Linked DNA regions of Columba livia: region 1 is linked to region 2. Evidence: chromatin contacts called from public Hi-C data. All regions are on one chromosome and are shown on one strand. The core of a region is the stretch at or near the end of the contact, and the rest is flanking DNA. Distances in the headings are between cores, read along the strand shown.

The links. Hi-C and Micro-C count contacts between places; a contact is called where the count stands out from the background.
Region 1: a Hi-C map of crop shows a contact between it and region 2, with 3 times the contacts expected there. The contact joins two enhancer-like sites. A contact is called at or near these places in 2 of 2 Hi-C or Micro-C datasets (crop and liver).

What each region holds. Positions count from the first base shown.
Region 1 is chr5:59,148,483-59,152,699 of bColLiv1.pat.W.v2, reverse strand. No RefSeq gene overlaps it. Among named protein-coding and RNA genes, the nearest start is that of TEAD1, 27 kb to the left of the region's middle. Within about 2 kb of position 2,914, at least 1 of the 3 cell types and tissues checked has an H3K27ac peak away from gene starts, as active enhancers do.
Region 2 is chr5:59,087,491-59,091,538 of bColLiv1.pat.W.v2, reverse strand. All of the region lies in intron 2 of PARVA (parvin alpha), which reads right to left. Among named protein-coding and RNA genes, the nearest start is that of PARVA, 13 kb to the right of the region's middle. Within about 2 kb of position 1,983, at least 1 of the 3 cell types and tissues checked has an H3K27ac peak away from gene starts, as active enhancers do.

The sequences.
Region 1 (4,217 bases), core at 1,665-4,164, 60 kb before region 2:
CAAGGGTTAAAAGCAGCCCGGAGACAAGCACGTATGTAATTTGCCATTTGGAATGAGCATTCCCAATTTAGCTTTTAACCAGTGGCAAAGGCTAGTCATAGCAGTGAGATGCCAAATATTAATTTAGGCAAAACTACGCTGCTATATACTCTTGGAAACTGCATGATTAGAAGAAGTCAACAGAGTATAACTGACCTAATTTCTTATTTATATTTCATAACTAAAAGCAACTCAAGGGAACCCTGAGCACAGAGACCTGCTCAACCCACACCATAATTGGACTGGCTGATTGAACTAGCTGGTTAGCTAAAATTGTGTTCTGATTAAATTGTACGACCTTTTTTTCCAAATGGCAAAGCTCTCCTCCCTGTAATTCCTGAGAGCCCCATCCGAGAATTACAGTGTAAAGAGAAAGAGAGTGCACAGTGTCAGACAGCCTCTGTTGTTCCCTTCAACAAGTTATAAATAAATATAGGACATTTACAGTGCTCTGTACTAGAGAAAGCCAAGATCAAGGCCAAGTGCCACAGTCCTCCCTGAAAATAATTGCAGCATGCAATATAATCCTGCATACTCTAGCAATACATAGTCTAAATAGAAACGAACAGGATAACACCGGATTGTGGGTGGTGGAGTTGTACCAGAACCTGGGAATTTTATGTTAATTAAGAAATGCTGATTAATAGAGAACAGTAGGTTTTAATAAACCAGTAATAAAAGAGAAATTGTGTTTAAATAACAGGCGTGTCTTGATTCCCTGGAACAAATCTTCTGATTTTTAATAGGGGGAATTCACCTAATGGAAAATTTCGCCTGACTGAAGACAACAGAGGTTTTCTGTTGGGTGTTACTCACTGCGGTTTAACTCCCTATCCCAGAGGTCTGCCTGGCTAACTGAGCCATTGGGAAAGAGGTCTTGGAAACAACAGAAGTTACAATCTTGATACCAAAATTACTGGGTGAGGTTGTGTCATATTAGAGGAGAGAACAGAAGATCACAAGACATCTGGGGTTAAAGTGTTAAGGTACATGCAAAAGCCCCAGCAATACAAGATAGCTCAGCTTATTTCCTAAAAGCGCCCGGAGTGCAAGTTACAGGTCTGCCAGAAAAAGATAACTACAGGTGCTGGACTGTGCTGCCCCAGCAAGATCCCTCCACTGTCTCACTTTGGGGTACAACTGCTTCTAGGCCCCTTCTAGTAGTACAACTGCACATAACTTCCTTAACCACAAGGTGAAGGCAAGCCCTGGAGCTTTTCTGTTACTGAGCACAAATGGTAACAGGGACATCCTGGGGTTTGACGCACGTTTCCTTGTACGTATATCCCAAAAGGAGGCAGAGCTGACTCAGAGAAACTTGCCCATTAGTATCCTACCTCCATGTCATGCTCTGCATCCCAGCAGATCATACAATACTTGGTAGCTTATATAAATGAGCTCTGTTCAATGGAGGGACACTATTGTAAGCATGAAACGGGAATCCAGACAGTTTTGGTAATCCAACCTCAAACAATGTGAGCACAGAAAATCCACTGTGGCTAATGAAAAATGAAAAGCAAGGTCCAGTTATCAGCAATGAAATTTCAGTAATTAACACTCAAAACTTTAAACTGAGGAATATGTATGTTCCTAAAAAGCAGTGTAACTGTTCAAAATACCAAGTAGACAAATCTGTGCCCTAAATCTGCTTCCTACCAACTTGGTAACTTTCCACAGTGATTGCGAAGTGCTTATTGTAGCAAATTCATTGCCAGAGTATCTTTCTTGCATGGGAGAACCATGACCTTCCAAAGCAGAAAAATCTCTGAACCTGGACGTGGAGCTCTGGCTAAATGAAGCTGAGTCTGCTACGTGCTTCTAATTTCTTTGCTTTGATGGAAGTCCTAATGTCACCACTTAGGCAATGAGAAGGCGAGTTAAGGCTTTATCAGGACTAACTGGCGGCAGGCAGAGTTGAAGGCAGATCTTGATTAAGTGCTCTGAGCAACTGGAATTAAACTGTGGGACTGCAGAGTCTGGGAAGTAGTGGTCCACATGCAAGTTTTCATTTCAGAGCCCCTCAAACTAAGCCCCTCTTAAAACCTGACCTTTTTCCTCCAGCTCTACTCTTCAGGCTACAAGTAAACTCATGGAACCTGCCCAAGTAGAAAATGAACTTATTAGTCACAGGACAGTTGGTGGCACGCAGAGCATACTCCTGATTAATTTATCAGTCTAAGTTATTTTACAGCCAGCTGGCCCACCCTCATTGTGTTATACGAGCATGTTGCAAGATATAAAGTGTTCACACAAAGATACATTTCTCTCTCTTCCCCTCACCCTCTGCTTCTATTCTGAGCTTGTTTCTTTAGAAAGTGGTGGTGTGGGAAGGCTCCACCAAACGTCTCCATGCCTGCTTCTCATCTGCATTAAGAGTCCCTGCGGTGCCATGAAGAAAGTTCAGTGTTAAGTAAGATTCAGGCCTTGATTTCTATAAGGGTCAGAGAGGGGTGGTTTTGTTTTCTTGATTTTGTTTTAATTCTTTTAAAAAAATGTGTAAACACAATTAGTATTGCTTCCATTTTGATAGGCTACACTCAGTAGGGGCTCGTATTACCCTCTCTGCAATTTATACTTGAGGAGTTTATTTGATTTTGGTATTGCTTTGTTAAGAGAAGGCACGATGACTCAATTAGAAATACTGGTAGGGATCCTGACCAACGCTATCTTTACATTTTATGTTAAAAAAACAAAGAAAGGAAGGAAAAAAGAAGAGTTCCCAGACAGCAAAATTATGAAAATCACAAGGGGAAGCGCTGCCTAAGACTGCACTTCCATTGGAAGTGTAACCACCACAAACTTGTATTCCACTTATCTGAATCAAGACTGAGACTAATTTCCCAATGGGTTAGAGTTGTGCTTTCCTTTTTTGTTCTCTTAGAGTTTGCAAGGCAAACAAACAAACAAGACTAATTATAATACTTTAACAGTCTGTCAAATAAAGCAGTTCTGTCGCTTACTTTTTAAGTTAGTGCATTCATGGAGTCTTCTTTTTGTATCATTATCTCAGAAGAATAAACACGTAAGTTTAGCACAAACCGTAAAACTGTGTTGTAGACTTCAGCTAATCTAGTATCTTTCATTAGTAAGGAGGATTTGGGTGGAGGCCAAGTTAATTAAAACCAGAATAGAACTGTGTTCTATTCATATGAGTCATATAGCTCTGACTCACAATAGAGTCTGTGCAGCTAATGGGTTAATTTGTCCTGATAACGCAGGAAAAATGGAGCTAGAGGTTATGACACTGTTTGAACTGAGCGCTGGTTTCAGACAGCAGACGTACAAGGTTTTTATGCAATTAAGAATACGGATCTGCTCTAATGATGTCCTTTCTGTCTATTCAAGTGCCACTACAAACAGTTCAGAAAGCTCTGGAGGTACAGGAGTCTCAGAAATCCAGGACTGACACCTTCAATACTTTATTATTGTAACAATACGCACATGAAAGTGTTTAAGCTACTGCCACACAGACGGAAGTCTAAATCACATGCATGTAACGCTGGCAATTTCCTCCTAGCTGATAGTCCTGCAGCACTTCAATGGGAAAAATTCTTCCCCAGGCAACCTAACAAACCCACACGCTCGCTTGCCTCAGTGGCCTGCTGCCGAGCACCTACATCTCCACCCCAAGAAGCATGGTAAAAGTGGTAATCCTTCAAGCCAACAGCCTCTGGAACTCCTCTGGTCCCCTTTTCCCTGGGGACTGGCATTCCACACAAGCCTCGCTGCTACCTTTCCAGCTCCTTGTTTCACACCACAACTTAAAGGCACAGACGGGGTACAGAAAGGGGAACCTGCTTCCTAATCCATCCCTCTCATGATCTTCGGTGTAAAGTTAGAGAGGTTCACTTACCGCTTTCCTCCTCCCACATTCCTGCAAGGCTGTGAGCCTTTCAAGACAAGGACTGTTATCACGGCACGAATTCATGGAACTGTTGGTGCAACAAACCCCGTGGGCATGGCTATAAACCAAACGGCAATAACAAGCACACCTGAGTTCTATCTGCCTAAAACCTAGTGCCAAGGTTGAAGGCAGACGGCAGCATTCTGCTGCTCTGCAGCTGATTTAGTTATCTCATCTCCAAGGGCCTCTCAAGAGAAGACATAAATTATACTGGTTTTTCAACCCTCATACAGGTGAAACTCTTAATGAATACAAGAGTGGACAAGAAGCATAT
Region 2 (4,048 bases), core at 734-3,233:
TTATCTACTTATTCTGTTCTTTCCTGTACCCATTAGATTTTAATGAGCTCCTTGATAACCTTTCTCATGGAACTTTGAATCTCTGTTTTATCCTCTCCCTAGCTTACTTTACATTTCTGCTCTTACTGTACACACCAACTCTGTTTTCTCCGTAGCTGAACGGTGTTCTGCACATACAGCTGTTACCTTCTACTCAGACAAAAGCAACTTAGCTCAGAATGTCAGATAAAATCCACCAGGGTAGCTCGTTCAAAAATTAAATATGCGGTGCAAAATGCAATGTAAATTTAGTAGGCCTACTATAAGATTAGACAGTCTTCTCCCGAAGACCCGGTAAGATTCAGTTCACATTCAAAACGGCAGAGCTGCAGTACAGCTCCATCCTGACAGACTTGTGGGCGATCCCTGTGCCCCAGCTCCTGGCACTGACTCACACCGGCTTTCCTCGGCAACTGGAGCCACCTTGTGCCCTGCACAGCACCTGCACCCTGCTGGCTGCTCAGGAAAACAATTCATAATAAAGCATACTGGTATTTTGTGCAAGAGACAACAACACCTAAAAAAATATTTATTTGGGGTCTATATAAATTATTTCATTTGTGACTGTTTCAAGTCTGTTAAACATGATTCATTTGTAACTGTTTCAAGTCAGTTAAACGTGAGCAAAATAATAAAGATGCAAATGAACTGGATGCTGATCATTTTTTCCAATCCATCACTGCAGTGAGTTCTTAGGAAGTATGCAAAACACGTAAGTCACTTTGAACACTTGTAGTATAATGAGGAACACTATCACTATTTTCCAGTTTATTGTATCTTCTTACCTACAACTCAGAATTAGAACTAAGAAGTGACAAGAATCCAAGACCACAAGCTGCTTTGCTGCAGGTTTATTTTGCAGTAAAACAGTAAAGTCTCTTCCTCTACAGTAATGAATTTGAGTGCACAGAATACGACCTTAAAATGTTTACAAGTGCTACAGTTCAGATTTGGCCTCTAGCCATAAAATTCAAATCCAGCTTTGAAACATCCCCAAACCTCAGACTCCTCTTTTTTGTTTTTTGGACTCATTACAAAATAGGCATCACATGCATCAAATAGATCTGAACATATTTCCAGAGGCTACTGGGGCAAATTCTGACCCAGGGGCAAATCTACTGTATTTATGTTCTTTTATTGTAAGAGGACCAATACCGAATGTGTTGAGGGTACCAGAGTACTGAGCCAATACATCTTTTCTTCTCAAAGCAAGGGTGATTTTCTTTATTCCAAGTGAGGAGGGCAGATGTGATCAGTTCTTCTAGAAAAATCCATACACGTCATTGAAACACATGAGACCTGACATTTCTGCTTAAACCTGAAAGCACAGGGCACAAAAAAACCTCACAAACCCAAAACCCTGAACTATATAGTTACAACAAAAACTGTTCTGGCCTTTTACCATTCTTCTTCTTCATGCACTCTGCCGACAAGTTAGGCATATCATCTTTTGAATCCAGTACTGCAATACATTATCCTGCATTTACTCTGAGCACTCTGACATTATCATTATCTTCTTTTGTGCCCGACAGCAACTGCAGCTCCTATAATGCCATTATTGTAATTAAGAACAATCTGAACCATTGACAGCATTGCCTCGTTTGCTCTAGAATCCCCTGTGCATTAGAGTTCTTCTAAACCAATATTTCACTATTAATAGTTTGCTGCTTTAGAACCGCCTACAGTTAAAAGAAAAATAAATTATTAGGCCTCAGCCTAACTCGATGGCTGAAGAAGAAACTTGTAAAGAAAAAATAAATGAAAGGCTGTACACCGGCAAACTGTTATCTTTTCTTTACACACATTGAAAATGGATTCACACCCTGCCAACCTATTCAGGCCGTTACCCAGGTGAGGAAGCTTATTTTGGCTTCCTTCAAAAGCACCACCTGTACAGATACAAAAGAAAACATCTCTCTCTTCTCCCACTAAATGTACCCAAAGTACTGCTCTGTCTAAACTCTCCCTTTCATTAATCCAGCTCACAGTTGGATAAGTAGGGCACAGCAATTCAGACATTCTTGCCTGGGAAATTCTGACCTTAATGTCTTTGCTGCACATGTGCTCTCTAGGCTGCCTGTACCCGCTCCATCTGTTTGCAAAGTATGACGCCTGCCCGTTTGCTGAGCCAGGAAGGTGGCCCACCACAGCCCTAGGACTGCTTAACACCCAGGTCTTTGACTGGCTGTAATTCCAGGGAAACAAGCAATTGTCAGCTAAAGAAGTGCAGGTACAACTGGCAGGACAGCACTGACACAACACTGTGCACGTCTTGGAAGCTGGGACCAGAAAGCCCATGGCCAGGCCATGAGAAGAAAATTACATTTTCCCTCTGTGGTAAATGCAGACTTGCACTATTAAGTCCTAACACAAAAGAAACCAGCAGTCATTACCTGCACACTATCTGAAAAGAGCTGTGTTGAAGTCTACCTATAGAACATCACTGGTAACAGGGAGCTTTATGTACTTTTACTCAACATGAACTCAGGAAAGCACTATATGAAAATGACCAAAGAAACATGACTAGTGGAAAAAGGTGGTATCTCCAAAGGATCATGCAGAAAAACATGTATTTAAAAAAAAAACAAAAACAAAACACAACTCTCTTTCTTCATTTGGTTTCTAGCACAGTTAACTGTACTTGAATTGTTTGCTTGTGCACAACTGCAGCCACTGAAGCCAAGAGGCCAGCACTAATTAGAGCACTTAAAAGTTGTCTTACTGCACACAAAGGCAGGCAAAAGAGGCCCAAGTACTTCAGTACAAATACCAAACATGTGGTGATGGTTTTTTCTTCTGTGAACACACATTCCACTACAAAATTATCCACTTTATACTAAAAAAAAATTCAGGAAATTATAACGTTTAGACTACACTTAGGATTTTTGACGCTTTCAAAGCTTTTGCAGTATGAGATTGTATTTTCATGTCTGGGAATTCCCGACTGGTGTGGAAATGCAGAGCTGCTCCTCACTCTACCACGCCCACTATCTGCTCACATCTTCTGAAGGGTAGCAGTGGCCGCTGACAATTGTTGCACCCCCTCTCCTACCACCCTGACTAAAGTCCCTTTTTCCAAGTGGAATTTTGTAGGTTTCACTAGGAATAAAGTTTAATCTCACACACCAGTGGGTCAGTGTCATAGATTGCTCTATCACTCCACAGGAAAAGAACAGAATCCACTTTATGCTAAGTAGAAATCGGAGAAGCCAAAAGGAATTAACCATGTCTACAAATACCAAGAATGGCTCAGAGAAATACATATTCCAGGTGTTTTCTTTTGCAAAAATAATTATCTAAGAAAAAAAGATAAGATATTGTCAACTATGGTACACTATGTGGTGCTTAACACAAAGATCAATAAGAAGTCAGGAAGAGAAGTACAAAGAGTGAAAAAAAAAAAGCAGTATTGCTAACTCATAACCAATGTGCTTTCTTTAATTTTGTGTTGAATACACATATATAATAGTTTTGTAGCAGCACATGCAATTATTTCACAGAGAATACTACAAAGCTAAAAGGAAAGCAGAACATTTGGGAGACTGTAGAGCCTTGTTACTTAATACTGCAATTCTTCAATATTTTAAGTAAGATCATCACCTGCTTGAACAGTGGCACAGTCTATAGCCAGGTGCAGGATTTGGGTGAAGAGATGGTGGCTAATCTTACTAATACAGCTCTGCCAATACAATTCACTCATGACCAGTCACATCCCTATTTTTCTTTTTATTTCTGGCCCTTGGTTTTCTTTGGCCTGACCACAGGTTGTCAAGGAGTAGTTCCATGGTAGGCTACAGATTCACATAAGGCTGCTGATCTGATTTTGCTTTTGGTTCAAAACATCTTTTGTTTATATTTCAGTTTGGTCACCAAAGTGAATTAACTCACTGATGCACTCAACACACGCGCACCTAGTCCCAAGAAAGACATGGGTATTCAAACCAAGTAATGTTATCTATTAATAAGTATTAGCACACCAAACAGAATATGTATGATGATACATATAAAG